3 separate regions of the Hordeum vulgare genome follow, and regions 1 and 3 are each linked to region 2. A link is a contact called in public Hi-C data. All regions are on one chromosome and are shown on one strand. Each heading gives the region's core, a stretch centred on a gene start, on an enhancer-like site or on the middle of the called end of the contact. The rest is flanking DNA. Distances are from core to core; before and after follow the strand shown.

Region 1 (2,812 bases), core at 203-2,702, 230 kb after region 2:
TTTACAAAGACTTATATTATGGAACGGAGGGAGTACTAATTTAATATTGACTATTCTGATGTTTAGTGAGTCTCAGTCCTATTCTAAACCCGTTTGATCAGCACCAACCTCTTCTCAGCCCTATCTCATTCTAGAGTAGTAGTATAATCTATAGACTAAATTTGCGGTACTATTTTGTTTTATGAAAATTTGGGACAAAAACTGAAATTTTAGAAACAAGTTAAATAATTACAAAACATATTATAAGTTATGTATAACTTTCTTTGAACTATTGAACACTTTTGATTTGAAATATTTGGGTAGTTTAAATGCTACACTATTATAGCAAATCCACATATATTTATTACTACCTCCGTAACAAAATGTAGGACATTTTTTATGCCCTGTGCAAAACCAAAACATGATATACTGAGGTAGGTTATAGTAGTCTACGCCGTTATAGTATCCTAGAAAAACACCATTTTCATTGATACTCCCCCTGTCCCAAAATAGCTGTCTTAACTTTGTACTAGCTCTAGTATAAATTTGTACTAAGTTTAAGACACTTATTTTGGGACGGAGGGAGTATTAATGAAAATGGTGTTTTCTGATCTTTTTAAGCATTTGAATAAGCTTTTAACATCATTTCATAGTATATATGTGCGTAGATTTCCCCCTCGGTCAGTTTCTAATTTATCTTTAACTATTTTTCTGTTTGAACTGGATAGTACGAGCTCATCATCAACTTACCACGTACGGGGACATATATACATGTCATCCTGTGGCAACGCAAACCAGATTGCTATAACTTAATATGTTGAGCAGCTAGTTAATTATGTTCTTATTCTACCCTTGGAATTGCCTTGGATTGGTCCACATGCACATATATAAAAGACGTTGATGCATGGTAATTAAATTACGGCGCAGGGGTACTCACGGCGAAGCCAATCATGGCAACACGGCCGACGAAGAGCTCGTTCTCCTTGGTGAAACCGATCCCGCCGGACGTGCCGAAGATGCCGTCCTCCGTCTTGGGCTTGGGCGCAACGACCTATACATATATAATCAAAACACAACGCCGTCAGACAACTACAAGGAGAGGAAGACATCACCAGACCTGCATTGGTGGCAATGAACATGTAAGGCCCAGGCGCGAGCTGACCTTCTTGGCCGGCGCGGCCTTGGTCTTGGACTTGCCGAACAGGGCCATGGTCCGGACGGAGAGGGACGGCATGTGCTTGTAGTAGGCCGCCGAGGAGGAGGAGAGCGCGAGCCGCGAGAAGGGCGTGGACGCCGACGACGGCCTGGCCGCCTGCAGCAGGCTCCTGCCGGAGGCCACGCCGTTGACGCCGGACATGAGCATCGACTGTGCCATGGCCGCCTGCTAGACTCCCACTCGCGACGATATCGCTTCGCGCTTCGTCTGTGGCTGTGGCTGTGGCTGTGGCTGTGAGGGTTCTATAGCCTGGGGGACTCTGCTCTGCGGCCGCGCGGCCACGTTTTATGAGATCGCGCGGGGTGTTCCCGGGCGTACGTGTGGCGCTGCGGGGGCGCGCGATTGGCGAGCGGCGTGGGCGAGGATAGGGTGCGCGAAGGGCGCCCGAGAGACCACGTTTCCCCGTATCCGACCAGTGGCCTCCGAGCTGATACGGTTCGTGCGATCGATCCAAGCTGACGGGGCACTAGTAGCAGACGGGCTAGCAGTAGCAGGTGGTTGGTACGCTGCTGCACTCGCCTCACTGAAAAGTGCTGCAGGGCCAGGCTGCAGCGGCGCCACGCGTGTGGGAGGCCACTGGTATGTTGTCTAGTAAACTTGTAGCGTACCACGTTGGAGTGTAGCGAAGTGGACTGTGATTGGGCATGGCTTTCGTTTCTGGTAGCGGAAGCGCCATGCGTCGCTGAGCTAGTAATTCCTTTTTGGTGGTGGCCTGGTGGAAATCAGCAAACCGAATTTCCAGCCTCCGAATCTTCGCGCGAGGTCCGACGAACTCAGTCTACTCCGCATCTTCGCCATAGCGGTGGCATTCTCCCGTTGTGGCGTGACCTCGGCCACGAAGACGATACTGGCGTTTCACATCCGTCATGACAATATCCAACGGTGTAACACATTGAGCGCCGCTTCGGTCCTAGGATAGCCGGAGAGTGGTAGGTGATGGCAATGGAGTCCTTGCCTAAAATGAAATGGAAAAAAAAAAGGAAGCTGTATTCGTCGGATATTCCCTACTCAAAAGGAGCTTAACAGAAAGGAAATTATTCTATTTATAGGATAAATAAGGCTACCGGAGCAGAGCACACATCAAATGGTTTCGTAGTGTAGTGGTTAGCACTCCAGACTTTGAATCTGGCGACCTGGGTTCGAATCCCGGCGAGACCTCCTTTTTTTCTTTTGTCTTAAATTTATATACCTAGAAATAGAATCACCAGGAAATTAGTACATCAAATGGTTTCGTAGTGTAGTGGTTAGCACTCCAGACTTTGAATCTGGCGACCTGGGTTCGAATCCCGGCGAGACCTTAATTTTTTGAAAGATTTTTTTAGCCAATATTACTATTTAAATGTGTACTCTGTTATTTATTAGCTATTTTCATTTTACAATGTACTTATATTTTTTCCTGAAACAGTATAAGAATTTTCTTACACTATAATACTTTAGTACAGAATATTTTTTTAGCCAATATTACTATTAAAATGTGTACTCTGTTATTTATTAGCTATTTTCATTTTACAATGTACTTATATTTTTTCCTGACATTTGGTGTCTACTCCCTCTATCAAAATATAAGAATTTTTTTACACTATATAATACTTTAGTACAGAAGAGTACATGGTACAT
Region 2 (3,082 bases), core at 353-2,852:
GCTGCACTGCCATCCAAGAGAACATTCTCCAGCTTCAAATCTCTATGGCATATTTGCTGGTATATGACAAGACCATCCCGAGAATCAAGTTAATAGAAATACAGTACACTAGAGCTTGGCTCATACATCCAACTGCAGAAGGTTAACAGTGAAACCAGCCGTGAAAGATAAAAGAAACTTGAAAGTTGAAACAGTAGGTACAGTAGTCATTTGTGCTTGAGGAAAATGGGTTGCTGATTTGAATGTAAACTATTAGTATTAACGATACTCTTGCTTGTGTGTTCATACCATGTGATGGCAGTAGCTCACACCACAGATCAACTGCTGAAAGAAATACCTTGCCTGTGTGAAGCAAAACCAGATTAAATATTGCTCTTCCACCCGAATCGAAAATAATAAGATTATAAAAGTCAGGAATAAATCACGAGACCTCATCCTCACTGAACCGCCCGCGATCACAGATCCGCTCAAACAGCTCCCCACCTGCTGCGAACTCCATGACAATCATAAGATTTGTTGGCGTCAGTACCACCTGGAGAATTCCCCCCGGAACAATTAAAATCATGTGTGTGGCTGTGATAAGGAACTAGTAGTAAATAAAGCTAAAAGCACAATCTGATTCCTTCTTCCATTAAAAGTTTGTGCTGTTACAATGCAAACAGAAAGATGCGCATGCCTTTATGTTTCAGGTGAATAATTGCCACGGAGAAGGTGTCTCTCAACGACATGCATCTGTAACATGCGAATCCATTCCCCAAATCACACAAATATACAAGTGGCTTGCGTAAAGCGAAATCAGGAAGGGAAGTATCAAAGATTAGGTAGCAATCAAAAGATTCCTCACTACATGCAGTTAAGAGAATTTTTTTACAGGAAAAAAGAAAACCATCATCCGCACCATTCCTACCCGTAACCTTGCAACGATTTGCATCGAGAAACGCAAAAAAATATGTTTAAAAAAACAGAGGAAAATAATTGTGCCATGTCGACGATTTTTTCCACGAACCTCCTTGAAGCGGATGATGTTGGGGTGGCGCAGCGAGCGGTGGTTGATGATCTCCCTGTAGACATTCTCGTCAATCTGCAGTGCACAGATCCCCCAAAACGGCAATTAATCAATCCACCTCCCACCGAACGAGCAAAGCCGGCCAGCCCCAATTACTCCCCCCATGTATGTATAGCACAGACAAAAATAAATAAGCGGAGAGGACGAGGGAGGGGAAGGAGACAAGCGAACGAACCCGGTGTCCGCGCTCGATGCACTTGACGGCGACGAGCTCGCGGGTCTCGCGGTTGCGCATCAGCCGCGCCACCCCGAAGTTGCCCGACCCGATGTCCCGCACCGCCTCGTACTTCTCCATCCCCTCCCTCCTCCGCCTCCAGCCGCACCCCCCACGCGTCGCCGGCCGCGCACCCCTGCCCCTGCCCCTCGGCCTCCCCCCGCGCGCGTGCGATCCCCGCGTAGCCCGTGGGGGCCCACGACGGCCGGCCGGAGCCGCGGAACGGAGGGCACGGCGGCGGCGGAAAGGGCGCGGTGCGGTGCGGTGGCGTGCGTCGTTCGGTAGGTTGGTTCCGGGCCGGGCCGTGCCGCGGGTTGCGTCTGCGGTGGCGCGTGTGTGGGGGCGGTGCGTGGGCGTGTGTCGCGGGCGGGGTTATATACCCCAGGCGGGGAGGGGGGGCGCGGCCAGCGAGGGGGAGGAGGAGCCGGACGGGAGGTGGAGTGGGCCACGCCGTCGGCGGGTCCGTGTCACGCACCGTGGCGCGTGGGCCCTGCCGCCTGGCTGGCCGGTTCCTGTTCGCCGCTGGATTCGATGCGTCCGACTAAAATGGTTCTTTTTCTGCGGGGGTTCCAGCGGAGGAAAAATATCCTCCCTCTTGGGGAGGGAGGAAGAGGGGGGAAAGGGAAAATATCCGTTTGGTGTAGTATCCTGCTATGAATACCTGTTTCCATCGGAGGAATGATCCCACTGGGTATAATAAATGGTGTACTGATCTGATCACAGCGTTGTGTGTCGGCTCTACTTTATCGTATCTTTGTTTATCTTATTATAGCCGGCTGATTTGGGTTTTTTCTTTCAGGGTACGTTTAAAGTTGAGAATGGTTTCATACTTGAACCATACCCTACATTTATCTCTCAAAATCATACTTAAACCATACCCATTTGATGTCATTTTCAGCCCAACCAAAACTAAACCCATTATTTTTTCCACCCAAACCAACTTAAACCCAATAAATAACCGTGGGTTTATAACCAATACATAACTATGGATTTGCTTTAATGTATATATAATTACACAAATTGACAAGTTAAAAAGCAAATGAGATAGAAAAGGTATAAGTGCATCTACAACAGTTTGAGAACAAAATAATCCTTGAGATAAAGTCAACACACATCAAAAGGCAAAAAAAAAGTCCATGTTTGAATAGCTCACTAACAAGTGTATTGAAACAAAATTGCTTAGCCAAATCACAAGCAAATACTTTCGATTTTTATTTGGTATTTCCTAATAATACATAATTATATAGTGCGTTACAACATGCATGCGAATCAAAGATATTCGTTCTCGGTCATAGTTTGTTATTGCACATAACCAATGCCTAGAAACCGGTTTGGATCCATAGTTTATAACCGTTTATAACCAAACTGTTTAAACCCATAACCAACTATACCCAAACTGGTTTCTTCACATACCCAAACCAAAACCAAACTAAAAAAGCTCAATCCAATAAAACCAAAACCAATCAAACCCAAATTAATAACCGAACCGTTAGACCCGGTTTTCTAATAACCATTCCCAGGTTTAGATACGTTAAAGACGTACCATAGCTTTATACTCCCTTCGTTCTTAGATATAAGTCTTTTAAGAGATTTTATTAGGTGACTACATACGAAGCAAAATGGTTAAATCTACACTCTAAAGTATGTCTATATACATCCGTATGTAATCTTGTACTGGAATCTCTTCAAAGACTTATATTTAGAAACGGAGGGAGTAGAAGATATAAGATATGTACAAGAAATTACACATATTGTTAGGTAGGAGTCAAAATCGATCCTAACCCAGACGATTGATTTGTGAA
Region 3 (2,837 bases), core at 141-2,640, 130 kb after region 2:
TTGTGTATGTATTGTTAAAAAAACTCATGTTTTCATACTGATTACGACCTCAAATAAGAAAAGAAGCAGCAGAAATCACGTGTCGGACGCAGTGTGGCATGAAGGGTATAAATCAACAGCGATGTTGTTTTCTCCGTAAAGTAAGACACAACCCAAGCCCGCGGCGTGCATTCACCAGGCCGCCGACGCCGCCGAGCACTGTGCGTTCACCACGCAGACGCCCCACAGTTCACACCGGCGGCGACACCCGTCGGCACGTACTCGCACGTTACGAAACGTCGCGCGCTTGGCCGGCGGAGACCCCCGACCGCGACCCGCGGCCGCGGACGAGTGACAAGTGCCACTGTTTACCGTCTCGTCGCCTGTTACTGCATGGGTCGATTCTCTTCTTCTTTCTGCCGATCGCAAGGAAAGGTGGTGGCGCCGTTCCACGCGTGACGTTCTCTGTTGTGTTGTGTTGTGTTGCGTTGCTTAACCGAACGCAACAACAGCGGTCTTCTCCGATCTGACCTTGGGTCCGGATCGTCGAGGCGAGAAATCTCTCAACCGAAGAATAAACCCGGAGGATTTGGGGTGCAGGGAGACGGATGAACTGTGCTAGCAGTGATTGGGGCCAACAGGATAGGGATTTGATTCGTTGGCGTGAGGATAGGATACGATCTGGCCCCGGAGGCTGAATTCGGGGTCCGGCCTAGTAATCCGGCTACAGAAAGAAAACAGAGCGGGACGAACGAGGGACAGAGATTCACGTCAGAGATCAGATCAATCCATGCCACTGCTACCCATAGGCAGGTTTTGTCTTTCTTCTTCATCTTCTCAAACGAGCAGGAAACAACCGCATGTGCCACCGTATCATGCATCTGGCCTAGCCCCCCTGTGTTCGCACCAACAAATCAGCAGTGCTGGCCCTGGTGCAGGAACGAAGATACGTTTTTTACGTTCAAATTGCCTGTACTTTTTATCTACCCTGCCGTCGACTGGACCCAAGATATTGGTATTAGTCTAAGCAACGGCTTAGTGGTTGCCGCAACGCACGACCGTGACATGACGACACAAAAATATCCAAATTACTCTATGTTTTCCCGTGGAAATATCTACTAACTCTGATGTAGACGTTGAGATCTACCGAGTATCGACCAAGTCGGCACCGCAGTTAAGGATACCACCATTAAAATTCGAAAGAAAATGTCATATAGTAGGGCAATATTCTTGTGTTGAGTCTCGAAACCGGATACGTGTCTTGTGCACGAGTGTACGATGAGGAAATTGTAAATAAATATGTACTGTAGATCATTTTTCTTCGGTGTGAAGCTACTGGCTCCAAGCCACACGTAGGCACATGTGGCACGGTAGAAACGACAACGCGTGAGGACGAGAGCCCCGGCTTTCCGACCCGTCCGCGTGGCACACCGGCCCGCCCACGTGGCCCGGAGCCCACGGGACACGAGCAGGTGGATGGGTGGATCGACGTGGCTAGTTGGCTACACTATCCTTTGTCCGGCTGGCTACGTGGATTTTGGCAGCCAAGATGCAGAACCCGGTGGAGGGGCGCACAACATGTGATCCTCGACAGAATTCACCAAAATATATTTTTATAAACCACGATGGTACGATCCGATGCGGTTAATTCGTAGTATTAGTACATTTACTTGCAAAAATAATAATCATGGTTCGTTTTATTTTCATTTCAGAGAAAATGTATCCTACTGGAAATACGTAGCTCTGCGTGGGTGCACGTGTCGAGTACGGTATGCCGGCGCACGTCTCTCCTCATTATAGGGTAGAAATTTCTTGACAAGGTCACGGGTAGAGCACGACGCTCTACGGTAAAAACCCACCACCCCAAACTCAAGCGTACGCGTTCACGTTCCCGCAGAGAAGTTTATCCGATTGCGACATACATTTCTTCCTGTCAAATCACAGTTAATACACACAGTATTCCAACTTTGTTTAGCTTCCTTTGATTAATAGTGAATTAATTAACCAAGGAGCTTTCTGAGTACGTGTGCTACTGCGATGGCACCTCCGAGAAACAACTTAATGCGCCATATCCCTGTGGGGCCGGCCATTCATTCATTGTTGCACTGTGGCCACTGGCAAGGCCATGTGAGGCATGGTCCACCGCATACGCCTCACATACGAACAGTGCGATTATGACGGAACAACAGCAGCTTAAGAGATTCTGTTAATAGATAGCTTGAGCACGACGGCCCATTAGTTCCCTACCTTAAACTATGCGATTAACTAACTGATAATCTGCTAATGATCGTATTCACGATCGAAGCCGTGATACCTCGGCAACGGTCCAGCGTGCGCAGCTAGCCGCAGGACCGCAGCAAGCATATAGTAGCACACCTAACTAAGCTTCACATCAGACATACAAAAGTTGTACAGTACTCAATACGTACGTAAGGTATACGTATGTACCACCCCATAAAACTACGGTTGCTTAACCACCAGGGGGAAAAGAAGCTATCTGACTCAAAGAATAAAAATAAAATCCAGTACTGGATAGCAGCTAGCTTGCTTGCAAAGTTGCGGCGTGGCCCCCGCGAAAGCCAACCAACACCTAAGAATAACAGTTAAGCTTATATCAGACACACTTTATTATCATTCCTCTCTTGTTTTTGTTGGTTTGCATATTCCTTATAGTGCTGCTCTGTCATTCTGTCCGTCTGCCTGGCATGTCATGCCGCTTGGGCTTGAGAATCATCGTCGTCGGGCAGAGGTTAGCTTAGATATGGGATTATTCCCTTTCTGGTTGTACCCATATATATCAGGATATCATATCTTAGAGCATCTACAACTCATGAAAAAAGTTTTTTTCCATTTTGTAT

Evidence for each region. A called contact is a pair of places that touch in the nucleus more often than the background predicts.
Region 1: a Hi-C map of seedling shows a contact between it and region 2, with 6 times the contacts expected there. The contact joins the promoter of LOC123444787 here to the promoter of LOC123444784 in region 2. A contact is called at or near these places in 2 of 6 Hi-C or Micro-C datasets (leaf and seedling).
Region 3: a contact with region 2 is called in a Hi-C map of leaf, with 2.7 times the contacts expected there. The contact joins the enhancer-like site here to the promoter of LOC123444784 in region 2. A contact is called at or near these places in 3 of 6 Hi-C or Micro-C datasets (leaf and seedling).

The regions. Positions count from the first base shown.
Region 1 is chr3H:536,196,870-536,199,681 of MorexV3_pseudomolecules_assembly, forward strand. LOC123444787 (photosystem II 22 kDa protein 1, chloroplastic) reads right to left here and starts at 1,453. Exons shown (of 4, transcript XM_045121630.1): 1 at 1,142-1,453; 2 at 917-1,030. The coding sequence starts at 1,354. It overlaps TRNAQ-UUG (a tRNA gene), which reads left to right and starts at 2,282; the gene lies at 2,282-2,353. It overlaps TRNAQ-UUG (a tRNA gene), which reads left to right and starts at 2,422; the gene lies at 2,422-2,493.
Region 2 is chr3H:535,969,210-535,972,291 of MorexV3_pseudomolecules_assembly, forward strand. It overlaps LOC123444784 (serine/threonine-protein kinase SAPK4), which reads right to left and starts at 1,603. Exons shown (of 9, transcript XM_045121626.1): 1 at 1,242-1,603; 2 at 1,007-1,081; 3 at 431-532; 4 at 289-342; 5 at 1-56. The coding sequence starts at 1,361.
Region 3 is chr3H:536,100,516-536,103,352 of MorexV3_pseudomolecules_assembly, forward strand. No RefSeq gene overlaps it. Among protein-coding and RNA genes, the nearest start is that of LOC123444787, 96 kb to the right of the region's middle. Within about 2 kb of position 1,391, at least 3 of the 3 cell types and tissues checked have open chromatin away from gene starts, as enhancers often do. A contact at or near this core is called in leaf and seedling, where this site is marked.